2 separate regions of the Mus musculus genome follow, and region 1 is linked to region 2. A link is a contact called in public Hi-C data. All regions are on one chromosome and are shown on one strand. Each heading gives the region's core, a stretch centred on a gene start, on an enhancer-like site or on the middle of the called end of the contact. The rest is flanking DNA. Distances are from core to core; before and after follow the strand shown.

Evidence for each region. A called contact is a pair of places that touch in the nucleus more often than the background predicts.
Region 1: a Hi-C map of ganglionic eminence shows a contact between it and region 2, with 3 times the contacts expected there. The contact joins two enhancer-like sites. A contact is called at or near these places in 4 of 39 promoter capture datasets (the 3T3-L1 cell line, the C10 cell line, hippocampal neurons and 1 more), 6 of 15 datasets of contacts at CTCF or cohesin (the NIH/3T3 cell line, embryonic stem cells, hippocampal excitatory neurons and 2 more), 172 of 484 Hi-C or Micro-C datasets (the 3T3-L1 cell line, 3T3-L1-derived adipocytes, the AML12 cell line and 91 more), 13 of 115 datasets of contacts at active chromatin or transcription factors (the NIH/3T3 cell line, PVALB interneurons, astrocytes and 9 more) and 2 of 9 other capture datasets (embryonic tail and embryonic trunk).

The regions. Positions count from the first base shown.
Region 1 is chr3:67,350,723-67,354,459 of GRCm38.p6, forward strand. All of the region lies in intron 8 of Rsrc1 (arginine/serine-rich coiled-coil 1), which reads left to right. Among named protein-coding and RNA genes, the nearest start is that of Mlf1, 22 kb to the right of the region's middle. Within about 2 kb of position 1,624, at least 10 of the 459 cell types and tissues checked have an H3K27ac peak or open chromatin away from gene starts, as enhancers often do. A contact at or near this core is called in ganglionic eminence, where this site is marked.
Region 2 is chr3:66,323,733-66,327,827 of GRCm38.p6, forward strand. No RefSeq gene overlaps it. Among named protein-coding and RNA genes, the nearest start is that of Veph1, 29 kb to the left of the region's middle. Within about 2 kb of position 2,494, at least 36 of the 459 cell types and tissues checked have an H3K27ac peak or open chromatin away from gene starts, as enhancers often do. A contact at or near this core is called in ganglionic eminence, where this site is marked.

The DNA of each region.
Region 1 (3,737 bases), core at 374-2,873, 1.0 Mb after region 2:
TACCCTCCAAAAATACTGTACCAATTTAAATTCTCACTAAGAGTACAAGGAGCTTTCTGTCTTTCAAACAAAAGCTTTTTCGTGTTTACTAACCTGATATGTCAAAACGATTAAGCACTAACTATACAACTTCTGGTGGTAATAGAGATTTGGAATTTTAAATCACCTAATACATTTAAAGATAGAATATTCCAAAGAATGAGTTGAGTGTGTGATGTTTGTCAGGTACAGACAGGCCTTGGATGATCCACAGCCCCTGTGTTGCCTCAGTATTTATAGTATTGAACTTGTACTAGTTCGTCACACCTCCTGAAAGCCACAGCTATGAGATGGAGACAGGTCCATTTTTTCTTAGTATCTTATTCTTGCATACTATAAATTCATTTACCTAAAAACAAAAATGTGTTTGAGGGTTTGGTGTCAACTGTATTTATTTTCTGAACTTCATTCTGAATTCTCTGTTCTTTTTGGATGTTCTTATAATCGAAGAGTGATTTCTTTTTGTGGAAATACTACTTACTCTACAGTCTGGGCTTTGTTCTACAATACTTTCCTATCTGGTTCTAGGTTTGTTTCTCTTTACATTTATTTCTAACTCACGTTTTCTTTCATGAAAGTGTACCTGGTGAGGATTAGTTGTTCTTAACAGGAGAATATGCTAGAGCCTCAGGAGATGGCACCCACCTCTGAGTACACAGTAAAGTCTTAGCCATCCAGCACGTGACTGCTGTTGCTAACTATGCTTCAGAAAGATCAGAAGAGCAATGACGGACTAACAAGAATAAATTTAGCCTCCACTGAAGTATAAAATGGGGGACAATGTATTAGCTTAGAAAGTGGCGTAGCTGTCTAGTCTGAAATGTCTGTGTCTGCAGTGTAAGGCAAGGACTCGGGATGCCTAAGAAGATGAATTATTTATGAGGAGATTACTTAGCAAAGAGAAGTAAATTATCCTGAGTACTATTTCATCCAGGTCCTGGGAAGACATGATGGGCTATCCTCACTGCATAGCAACGATTACCTCTGCTGAGGACTGAATCACCAGGGCCCAGCTCCCCAGATCTTCGTCCTCTGGATAGTGGTGTGCACTTAGTGCAAAGCTACTTCTCTAAGAAGGCTGTCCATGCTTAGCTGCCTTTTCAATTGCCGCTTTCCGCGGATTAAGCTGGAGAACTGTCACCGGGAAGAAAATGCCTCATAGCAATGGCATGCTAGACACTCTGGGTATCCTACAATGCATGCTGATCTAGCTAGTGTAACGCTGAACCCTTACCCAAGGAGTTAGAACGCTGCATAGATCCTTGATGCATCCTTATCTTTAGAAGCTATGATATAGCTTGTTTTAAGATGTTGTCCCACATCAACTTGGCACCAAGTGTTTAGCCTTAAGACTGTTGTGTCTGGCAGATAATCCCCCCAGTGTTCAAAAGCAGAGTAAATAATCCTGTGCCACATATGTAGCAGATGTGTAGCTGGGTCTTCATGCAGGTCCCCACAACTGCAGCCAGGGCTACCCCTGACTCTGTTGCCTGCTGTGGATTCCGTTGCCCTAACTGGGCCACCTTGTCTAGCCCCAGTGGGAGAGGATGTGTCTAGTCCTGCAGTGTGCAGTGACTTGGTGTGCCAGTGTGGGTTGGTACGGGCGGGGGGGGGGGGGGGGGGCGGGGGGGCGGTGATAAAGGGAATGGCTTGTGAGGGGAGACTTGGAGGAGTGGTAGGGCTGCACTCAAGATATAAAGTGAATAAATTAATCAATTAATGAAAAAATAACAACAACCATGTGCAGCATGGGCATTTCTGTTAATTGAAGGATTAGGAAAGTCATTTTCCAGTTGGACCACCAGGTGGCAGTATTGCACAAAGGCAGAAGTCCTGTGGTCCTGTGCTGAGATGTTTCTATGGTTGAGCCAAATTTTTCTCTTACATTTTCCATCACTTAACTGAGAAGCATCTATTGATTCTACAGCCACAAAATTTTAAACTTCCATGCTCCAATCCTAACTTTTGATAATTTTAATTTGCATATTTGCAAATTAATTTACCCTTTTTAGTTTATACTTTTTTTTAATGTTGGGCTGAAGAAATGGCTTAGTAGGCAAGAGCTCTTTCTTGCAAGGGTAAAGATATGTGTTTGTATACCAGCACAGGGGGTGAGGGGCATGACAGAAAGAAGCCAAGTGTAATCACATGTGTGCTGTGGAGCTCACACAAGTTACTGGGTCCTCCTGGACCAGCTCCAGGTTCAGTGAGAGATCCTGTCACGGGAATAAGGCGAGCATGCTAGAGCAGGACAGATGTCCCCCAGCCTCCATGCTTGTACACTGCACACACTGTGGAAGCACACAGGAAATGCACGGTGAGAGTAACTGAAGAGGGAGAAACCACAGCTCCTCCACATCTTTTTAAGGCAGTTCAGCTTGTGGTCAGCGTCCCCCACCTAAGCTCTATGGCAGCAAGTAGACTTTATGAGGCAGCGTGGACTACGGAATGTTGAGTTCTTGAGTCTTGTTGGACTGCGTGTCCCACTTTCCCTCACACAGAATATTGGGTCTACCTCTAACTCAGGTTCATAAATGTGTATTATAACTTCATCACTAGGGCTGTATACCTTCTAGGCTCAGTAGATCAGAAATATACAAATGTTTGAAACCTGGATGGCATGGGAGGGGTGATGTTGCCTCCAAAATATAAGAAAAACGCCAAATAAAATGTAATGACTTTTTAATATATATAAAAATTAACATTGTGATTCACATGACTATAATTGGTTATTAGGTTTCGTATTGATAAGCAAGCCTTCATTTGGAAGCAGGTTGTGGCACAGACTTTTTTCACTTTGTAAGACTGTCTGCTCTGCTTTTCTTTGATGATCTCCCAGAAATACATACAGCCTTCAGGGTCATTTTGTCTATAAGAGTAGAAGTCTCTCTTATGTATGCAGACCAGCTTCCTTTAGTGTGAAATGAATTCAGTTTGAATCAAATAAAATCCTAAAATAGTGAATGAATCATACCATTAAGCACTAGTTTATTTGGGATGAAGGGATGGTTGCGTCTATCAAACATTTGTTGTGTAAGCAGGAGGCCTGGGATTATTTATTTCTTGTGAGTATATTCTGTGGTTAATAATTATGTGGTTATTGTTATATATTTGTTTATAATCTATTAATTCACTCAACAACGAAACTCTCCAGTAAGCACAGGGTCTTCTCTAGTTTGTTCTCCCTTTGTCTCTAGGGCTTACCAAGCAATGTTTAATGAGACAATTAAATTGATAAGTCTCCAAATTGAGAACAAAATAATCTAAGAAAAATTTGATTTATGCATACATAACTCATCCTCTATACATTTTCCATAGTAATATTTGTTTTGAGCTCCATTCAGAAAATAGGTGTTAAGTAGTAGATATAAGTCAAAAAAAATAGAAATTAAATAAAATAGAGCCCATAGATGTTGAAAAAAGATGACCAAGGAGAATTGATCTCCTAGTCATTTGTTCTGTATTATATTTTAATTTTAACTTCAGATTCCTATCTAATTCATACCATACACTTCCTGCTGTCTTACTGCTAATCAGTCACTCCTCAGGCCATCATCTCTGTCAGAGAAGATTGAAGTTGACCTGAGTCAGCGCATGCCGCTGCTCCCTTCAAGGCAAGAGCAGTAATTTACCCATCTTTGTGTTCCAGCACATAGTGCTGTATATGGGCCATGGCAAACACGGCATGCAGTTGGGGT
Region 2 (4,095 bases), core at 1,244-3,743:
CTGTCAAATGAAAGGGCTGGGGAGATAGCTCAGCACTTTCCAAGCAAGCATAAGGACTTGAGTTCAACAACCAAAATCCATGTGGCAGTCCTGGGCATGGTGGCACAGCTTGCAATCTGGGGCTGGGGCTACTGAGGAAGTGGATCACTAGAGAGCCTGCCTCGCCTGATGGGTGAGCTCCAGGAGGATGATAGATCTGGTCTCAAAAGAAAAAAGGAGGAAGAGCAGGGCATGGTGGTGCACACCTTTAATCCCAGCACTCAAGAGGCAGAGGCAGGCAGATCTCTGTGGGCTTCGGGCTAGTCTGGTCTACATCCCAGTTCCAGGACAACCAGGGTCGCACAGAGAGTCCCTGTTTCAAAACAAAACAAAACAAAACAAAACAAAACAAAACAAAACACAAAACAAAAAACCCAATCTTCCCTCCCAAAGAAAAATCCACCAAAGGAGGATAACTCGTAAATGGGAACACTGAAAGCTGACATCTGGTCTTTGTACACAAGGATACACACACATAGACAAACAAACAAACAAATGAACCAAAGACCAAATCGCAGGAAATCTTTTGGCACCACTGCACATTCTAAAATATGAATACTTTTTATTTCTTAGTTAGTTGGAGGGGATGTTTGTACACACATATAGTTGCATGTGTTTTATATGTATCCTTTATAATGAAATCTTGCTACAAAAATAATCAAACTTTTCCTATTTGAACACTACTTCATGATGGTGTATTAGCACCTACAAAGCATTTGCTAGACCAGGTTTCTCATCTTGTGTCTTGGTGTTTGCTGAGGTAATGATCCCAGTGACAGGCCCTTTGCTTGTGTAATGTGGCTTTTAAAACTCACACTTTCTTGCTGATATTAGTAAGAGATTTGTGGAGTCTTGCAGGATGCCACAGAAATCCCTGTCTGGAAGTGATGGCAGCATTGAGTGACAGGATGTGTCACTAAAATACAGTGTGCAAATAATTTTTAAGGGGGCTGGAGAGGTAGCTCAGCTGTTGAGAACACTGAATACTCTTCCAGAGGTCCTGAACTCAATTCCTAGCAACCACACGGTGGCTCATAACCATCTGTAATGGGATCCGATGCCCTTTTCTTGTGTGTTTGACGACAGGTACAGTGCATTTATACAAAATCAATCAATCAATCAATCAATCTTGGAAAACAGTGATATCCTTGAGCCTTGGATGCTTTCTTTTCCTGATCTTATGCTGGTGAGCTTTTCCCAGCTTACAGGACAAATGACAGTGAAATGAACGATACATATCAGGCCTTTCTTTTATGGCCACTCTCTCTGTATATACTTTATTACTCCATTTTCTGCTTCAAATTTTCTATCTCAATATCCACACACACAGGATTGGTTCATAGTCTGAGCTGAAGGAGATTTTTCTGATCCAAATATTCGAGTTTTCATTCAGTTTAACTGCTGCCACTTAAAGCCCCTTTATAAATTTCACCAAATGCATTCACTATATGTGTTACTAAATATAGAGCACCTTTTCTTTAATTTTCCTTTGATTCGCTCTCATTATCTTAATCTTAAAGAAATACTCATGAAACTGTGGGCATGATGCATTATTCCTGGTTTTTCTAATACTCCTGAAAATAGAATTGTGTTATGAACATCCGTAAAAGTCACATTTCTTCATAAACTGTATTTGACCTACAGTCATTCTCACTTCACTTGAGAAAAATCTGATCGAACTTAGAGTGGCACCCCTCCCTCAAATAAATAACAAAGCAAAACAAAAAACCCAACTGTTCCCCTGCTCTCCAGTAGGGCTTACTGAATGGCAAGGCAGCCTGCAGCCAGCTCTAGCCTCGATGCTCATGGGCCTGCCAATCTCTCCTTTTGTCTGTAGACCGCTCCCTTTGGGGTTTGCTTACTGCCCTTTGTTTAGGACTGCCATCTTTCTGTTGCTGGGCTCCCTCTGAAAGGTGGGTGAATTTATGCCCTGGGAACCCAGCCTTCCCACAGCTGCAGTGCCAGCCGGGCAGCTCAGATACAGCAGCTGAGCAGACCTACCCGAATGGTAGTCAGTCCCTGTTTGTACATGGGCCAAGTCACTGGGGCATGTGTGACTGTGTTCAGAGTAGGCTGTCTGCCTCCCCATCAACCTCTTGTCAATAACAGGGGGAGAGCAGACTTCTGTGACAATCCAATTTGCACTTCTCCTCTGTGATCATCTGCCACTTGGACGTAATTGATTTATATTCTTTAGCCAACTCTCTGGCTTGGGCATTCTTGGTCTATTAAGTCCCGATTCCTTCTCAGTGGCATGGGGCATTTCTTACAGCGTTTGATTAAAGATGCCTTTCTTTCCTTCCCCTCATCCTTTTTTTCCCTTCATTCTTTTCAGGCTAAGATGGTTTGGGTATTTCCAGAAGGCTGCCATCGTCTTTTAGTGACACATGTGTCTATGACGCCACTGGCAGGGCCTTCCCCTTGCATGGCTGAGTCTATTAAGAGCTAGTGAAGCCTGAAAGGAAGAATCAATGTTTCATTTGCATCAGAAGGCTCCACATAGCATCACATCCTGCTGGACACAGGCTGGACAGCACCTTAATGTTAATCAGCTTTATTCGACATTGAATTTTTCAGGATAGCTATTTTGAAACCCACAAATGTTAGCTCTGGCCCTGCCCCCTGTTCTAAGACACTCGTCTGCCCTTTTGCCAGACTGTACAATTTGACACTCTTGTTCAGCGACTTCTCGCTCATTAAACTGATCAAGATACAAAACTTGTTAGTTAATTTTTCATGCACTTGAGGGATCTGGTTGCATATTTTAATGATCTGCTCTCAGAATGTGCTGATCAAACTGCATATTTTGTTGATTCGCTGTGACATAGCCTTAACTACAGAGATGCTTGTGCGGGGTCCTGGTTGATGTGAGCTGCATCCGGGAAGCGCTGAGCAGAGACTGTGTGTGCTAATTGAGCTGTGCGGCTCCACAGAGGCGTTGACACATTCTTTGCTGATTGATCTGAATAATAACCATTTGGAAATTTCATATTCCGTATCTCAGGGCTCGGATGATATCAAAACCAATATTTATTTGAGTAACAGTCATCCTAGTGAAACCTTAAGGCTTATTTTTTTTTCATTTCCTTGAGGTTAGATTATGAAAATGGAGGAGACAGGAGAATGCATGCACATAGACAGAGAACACACACACACACACACACACACACACACACACACACACACACACAAAGCATGATGGAGACAAAGAAGCCAAGGAGTGAACCTAGACAAGGCCAAAACAGAAGATAATGGCAATACTTAGCTGGCTATTCTAGATCCCATTGCTGCTGAGGCCATAGGTATTAGTCTTGTGCATTTGAAAAGGAAGCTATATATACTATGCTATCTCTGACTACAAAACACTTATCTTAAAGGAAGCATCATGTAGAAATGTAGAAATGTGTGAATGAAGCGTCAGAAAACCCTAGGGATTTCCTCAGAAAGCCAAGGATGGTGGGCTCTTAACGAGACCCATGTGAGTGCTCATGGATCCTAACAAAGCAGGGTCTTTAGACCCCATTTGCTAAATCTATTTAAAAAGACAAAACTGTCAACATCATAGGCATTTTCAGGATTCGAATCATCTAAGGTAGGAATAGCCAGGTTATAACTTTAAAAATAATCACAAGCAAACAAATACAGAGACCTACAACTGGATAATATGCAGAGAATAAGAGAGCTTGGAACACTCAGTCCTAAATGGAATACCTCCATCAAATACCTTCCCTCAGGGCTCAGGGAACTCTGCAGAAGAGAAGGCAGGAAGATTGTAAGAGCCAGTAGGGATGCAAGATGCCAAGGAAACAAGTTGTTCTATGCACAGCAGGACTGATGCAGATATGAACTCAGTCTGCAACAGAATGCACAGGTCTAAGCCAAGTGGGATCTCAGCCATGGGAGGGGAAGTGGCACAAGCCCCCATCCTTAATCCAGACACAATTAAAGTACCACAATTAAAGGCAGGCTCATACTCAGCAGTAGAGAGCCAACACAAAACAAACTCAATGGTATTTTTGGAGAGTTTTGCCCTCAAAATGCCTTGTCTGGGCCTTT